2 separate regions of the Mus musculus genome follow, and region 1 is linked to region 2. Evidence: chromatin contacts called from public HiChIP or PLAC-seq data. All regions are on one chromosome and are shown on one strand. The core of a region is the stretch at or near the end of the contact, and the rest is flanking DNA. Distances in the headings are between cores, read along the strand shown.

The links. HiChIP or PLAC-seq counts read pairs in DNA pulled down with a chosen protein or histone mark.
Region 1: a contact with region 2 is called in an H3K27ac HiChIP or PLAC-seq map of oligodendrocyte precursor cells, with 6 times the contacts expected there. The contact joins two enhancer-like sites. A contact is called at or near these places in 2 of 15 datasets of contacts at CTCF or cohesin (large pre-B cells and pro-B cells), 28 of 484 Hi-C or Micro-C datasets (the AtT-20 cell line, B cells, the C10 cell line and 21 more), 7 of 115 datasets of contacts at active chromatin or transcription factors (astrocytes, bone marrow-derived dendritic cells, cardiomyocytes and 2 more) and 1 of 9 other capture datasets (embryonic stem cells).

The regions. Positions count from the first base shown.
Region 1 is chr2:146,883,240-146,885,939 of GRCm38.p6, forward strand. The region is part of intron 4 of Kiz (kizuna centrosomal protein); the gene reads left to right. It also overlaps the pseudogene Gm19105. Among named protein-coding and RNA genes, the nearest start is that of Kiz, 29 kb to the left of the region's middle. Within about 2 kb of position 1,367, at least 18 of the 459 cell types and tissues checked have an H3K27ac peak or open chromatin away from gene starts, as enhancers often do. A contact at or near this core is called in oligodendrocyte precursor cells, where this site is marked.
Region 2 is chr2:146,627,515-146,630,214 of GRCm38.p6, forward strand. No RefSeq gene overlaps it. Among named protein-coding and RNA genes, the nearest start is that of Gm52577, 53 kb to the left of the region's middle. Within about 2 kb of position 1,442, at least 15 of the 459 cell types and tissues checked have an H3K27ac peak or open chromatin away from gene starts, as enhancers often do. A contact at or near this core is called in oligodendrocyte precursor cells, where this site is marked.

The sequences.
Region 1 (2,700 bases), core at 117-2,616, 260 kb after region 2:
TGAGCTCTCTACTCTTTTTTTTTTTTTTTTTTAATGTGTTCCGTTTGCTCTGTTCCACTGGGAATTTCTCACCTACAAGCATGGTAGTGATCTTTAGTTTCTTGTGAGTCCTTGCCTCGTTTTAGTGTGAAGAATCAGTTTCAGAGAGTGAATATTTCTTCCTTGCCTGTTTTTACAAAATCTTGGAAATGACTGGCATAAATCCTCCTTTAAACACGTGGTAAAATCCACTGTTCCCAGACTTGTCTTGGTGAGAAATTACGATCACTGAGTGAATCACTTGACCTATAAGTCTGTTCAGATTCTGTGCTTCTTTTTGGTAATACCTTTCTAAGAATTTATTGAATTTGAGGCAGTGTTTCTGTTTATTAGTATAAACTTACTCCTGGATTTCTCCTAGATTTTTTAATGAAAGATTAGTAGCAAATTACCTATCCACTTACATTTCTGATTGTAGTGAATTGAGTCATTGCTCTTTTCTCTTGACGAGAGCATTCAAAAGGTTTTTAACTGGTTGATCTTTTCAAAGAATTGCAGTTTGGCTGGCTGCTTCACTGTGAGTGGCTCTGTTCTCTGAATGGCAAGTTTGCTGTTATCTTTAGCCTTGCTTTGGATTTAGTTTTCCTTTGGAAGCTAATGAGTATAGATATGTTTTGGTTTATTCTTTACTGTGTTGAACTCTGTTATGTAGGGTCATGTCTTTCATCTAATTTGGGAAGTTTTCTTCTTATTTCTTCAGAACTCTATTGTTGGAAAGCCTTGTGTGAAACCGTGCTGCTTAACCACCTTCAGAATGATGGGGTTTCCTGGCCAAGCTAAGCCAAGTCTTTTCCTGAGTCTGCACAGAAGACTGACTCAGTTTCAGAGGGAGATGAAACAGATTTGCCAACATTCAACAAAGCAGAAATCTCAAGAAAAACATTACAGGGGCTGCAGAGATGGCTCAGTCAGAATACTTGGCTGTTCAGATCCCTAGCATCTAATGTAAAAAAGCCCGCACTGTGCTATACATGTGCGATCCCAGCCTAGTGAACAGAGACAATGGAGATCCCTGGAATTTACTGGTCAGACAGCCCCAGGTTCAGACAGACTTTGTCTCAAAAAAAGAAAAAGAAAAAAATTGAGGAAGACATCTGACATCAATCTCCGGCCTCCTTGTGCATACATACATATGCACAAACATGGACACATATGCACGTGACTCCCCCATTTCCTAAGCAAGCTGGAGCACCTCCCTCCAGCACTTTTTTAAAGCTAGATCCGTGCATATTTCTCCCAGTTTGGCACTACTACAAGACTCAGACTGACCAAAAGTAAAAGGATTTGGAAATAGCTGTAGCTCTTCCTTTGTGGGGTGGGAGTCTGACGATGTTGCCAAGATGGTTGTGGAAACAATGAACAACTACCGTTTTGGTGAAAGACTTCAGCTGTGTTGTTTTATGCCAACAGAAAAAGTACATGTAGAGCTTTTAAAAGAGTAGAATGTGCCATTTCCTTCGCCATCATATCCAGCAGTGAAACGGGATAATCAGAATTGGAAATGTGGGCCAAAAATAGAAGAGTGATTTAAAAGGAAACAAAAGTTACTCCGGAAGAGATTAGCTGAAGAAAGAATTCATTATAGCGTTCCCCATCCGCTTTACCTTATATGAAAGAGGAGGTTTCAGGCTTCTAGAAGGAAAAAGAGAAAAGGGCTTCACGGGGCGCTCCTGACCCTTCTGTGAAGCCCCATACCAGCCAGGGCCTAGCCAGTTTGTATGCCATTTTTAGAAAGACAAATCAGAAGTGGCTGAAACAAATGATGATAAAGATAATGGGATTGTTTTTAAACAGATTGTGTCCATTGTAAAAGAAAATATCCAAAAGCCTCCACACCTCTCCACTCAGAGACAGAAAGACAAAGAGGCAAACCCGTCAGCGATGCTGAGTGCGTGCATATAGCATGTATTCTGAAAAACTGTGATGCTCCCATTATGGGGGCTGACTGTTTTCTACAGTAAAAGACAAGCACTGACCAGACTTTTGAGGAAAACAACTGTTTGTTCTTGTGAGGAAGGAGAGTAGAGAGTGGTTTGGCTGCTGCACCCCTCCTGAAGTCTAGGGCCGTGTTCCAGTGCAGTCACTTGTTCTGTCCTCATCTGGTATCTTCTAGTTTTCAGATGTTATGGTTCCCCTTAAACTATAAAAGGATCACCAATAACTGTAACCTTTCATGACCAGCAAAGAACGATTCCCAGTCCCCTTTGACTATCTCTGTACTGGTTGTGACTATTTAACCCAAAACCTATTGAGATTTCAGCATCTGGTGGCTGAAGCCGTAAGTTATATGGGAGTGAGAAGACAGTCCAGGTGTTAGTACAGTTTGTATTTGTAGTCAAATACTAATTCTGATTCAGAAAATCTTCTTTCAATAAAAACGTTACATTGGTTTTTGGTGAACTAACCTGATTTGGTAACTATCATCTTATGTTAGTATCATTAGTATGGAATTGTGTTTCAGATTCAAACCATGACTGAAAAATAGATATTTTTATAAGATTCATATATGAGTCATGCTTAGGGTTTTTAGAGAATAATACCTTTTCATTTGTATTTAAGTTTCTGGTACCCTTGAAATGTGCTTATTCCAAAGTTGTAAAGATTATTGCTGCCTTCTTCCCCCATAGCCTTTCTTTTCATCTAGGCTTTAATGTATTTGAT
Region 2 (2,700 bases), core at 192-2,691:
GGGCAGAGATAGATACACAATGGTCAAGGACAGGAAACCCATCTGGTTGGTAAAAGATGGTGCTAGGCAACCGGTGGTCACCTAGGCAACCATTAGGGTTGGGGTGGGGGGAGTCTAGCAAGAAGTGACAGGGAGTCCAAATGATGGGACAGACATGTACACAGAGGCAAGCAATGGAGGTAGGGGCTATGTGGAAACCCAGGCAGGTGGTCAGCCTTGATGACATCTGTCAGCTGCAGGCACAATACATTAAACTATGTGGAGGGCAAGAGCTGGAGAGTATTTCAGGACTAGGAAGATAGGAGACTCTGGAAGGTATCAAAAGGAGACAGGCACCTGGGAATATAGATGATGCTGTAGGTGTGAGAACAAAGCTCTGGATGCTGAAGGCTTCAGAGAGCAAGTAGAACCAAACGGAGCTATAACCCAACATATCTTATGGATCAAAGAATTATGACATCTCTAAGTATTTGTGTAGGACATCTTAATTTCCTTTCCCTGTAAACCACATATTTGGGAGACCAGACAGGGTATTTCCAAGGTAAGCATAGCTGGTTAGATGTTATTGGGTTTAGAAGTCTGGGAGAGATTTTTAATCAGGGAAAGGAACTGTCATTCCACAGTCTGGAATGATCCTGGTAAGTGGTTGGTAACGTGTGTCTAAGAGCATTTGAGTGCATATGGAGCGAGTCTTTGCAGGGCTTGCCAGTGGGTTCAAGTGTTCATGCACATGGCAGGGCAGCCAGATGTCCTTGCTTGGTAGCTAAATGGTAGACAGCTATCTCAGAATAAATTTCTATGTATTTCCAACAGTGGACTGTGCTTGTCAACACCATGACTGGAGCCCACTTCCATTTCCTCAGAAGGCGCCACCATTCTGTGTTTAATTTCCACCCACCAGATAGGCAAACTGATGGGAAAGTAATGACAGAATAGTGCTCTTCACCCTGGACACAGTGTCAGATGGAGCCCCTGTCTAGATTGTCATGGCTTTTGGGAAGTAAGATGTCACACTTCAGAAGATGTGGTCTAGTCTGGGAAGGGGGATAAGGTTGTATGTCGCTGGAAATCAAAACTTTTTATGTGACCCTGAACTCAACATTGTCCCTTCTTTGGCATCTCTAGTGACCCTCCCTAAGGAGATTAAAGATGGTCACTCCTTTTCAAATTTCTGATGCTGGGACCCGTGAAGCAAAAAGGAGGGGCACGAAACAGAATTCAATAGTCTGGGTAACTCTAGAATAAATAGCTTGGCTGGGTGTGGAAGTCAGCGGGTGGATCTCGATGAATAGAGCCCTCAGTGTCTCTGGTGCACAACTGGTCTTCTTTTGTTTATGAGTCTTTAGCTCTCTGTTATATAAACATCTGGAGGGCTGAGTATCATTTCTGCACTAGTCAAGGAAGAATGCATCTTATATTCTCCCACAAAAAGGCAAACTGGTGTGTGGGCTGCACCAGCGAAGGAACTGGAAAATCTGTGTGGTGTGGCCTTGAAGGAGTCACTCTGGGCCTGTGAATCACTTTTCTTTCCTCCCCCAACATCTGTGAAGCAATGAAATAGTATGTGTGAAGAAGACTCGAGATTCCTTTCCGGGTAGAACTGAGTGTGTTTGTTTGACATCAGCAGCAGCCATAAACAGGGCAGCGTATCAAATGGAAATGAAACTGTAGTCATAGCTTTCAAACATTATTTTTTTCCACTGAAGTAGTGAGCAGTCTGCCAATCACAAAACTGCTTAATTCAATATCTGGAGTATTTTTCCATTGTGGTTACCTGTGTGTGTACCTTCTGGGGCTCTAGGATGAATAAAAAACAAACCAAAACAAAAACAGTTAACATCACCATCTGATCAGTGTTTTGTCCTGAAGATGAAGTGAAGGACTTGATTGTTTTTGACCATACTGGTCATGGATAGCTTCACTATTGAAAATGTGGTTCACCGACCAGTGTCATAGACATGACATCATCCATGACCTTGTTGGAAAGGCAGACTCAGGGTATCCCCACTCCTACAACCTTGAATCAGAATCTGCCTATTAACAAAATCCCTAATGCCTTCCTTATGCTGTTGAACCATATATACACCAAACTTTGATGCTTTGTTAAAATATCCTTACTTAGACCACAGTCCCCGACGCACATTTATTGAGATTCTACTGTATGCCATGGACCATTGTAGGTATTGAGGATAGAGAGAAATCCTGGTTTTCACAGAACATTAGTGCTGAGAGAAAGAGGGAGGGGTGAAGAACACGAGCAAATAACTAAGGTTTTTATAAGATCTCTGGTAATTCTGTTTAAAAACAAAACAAACAGATCAACAACCCCCACCCCCACCCCAACCCTCCAGAAATTGAGCATGGTAGCTCATGGCTATAATCCTAACACTATAAAATCTGAGACAGAAAGATCTTATTGTGAATTCAAGGCCAGAGAGATCTACATGGTGAGTTCCAGGCTAACCTTGAGGACAGACTAAAACCCTGTGTCAAAACACAAACATCAATAGCATGCAAAAGCAGACCCCACCCCCCAATAACACCTTGCCATAGTTTTATAATGCTTCTTTTGAGGTCAAGAAATAAGACAGAAGAAACCAGACTGATGGGGGTTAGCATTGGTCTGTATGGTGTCCTTTGGTCACAGAACCACCTGTCAAGAGGACTAAGAATGGCTGGGCTAAGAGACAAGTACTGAAC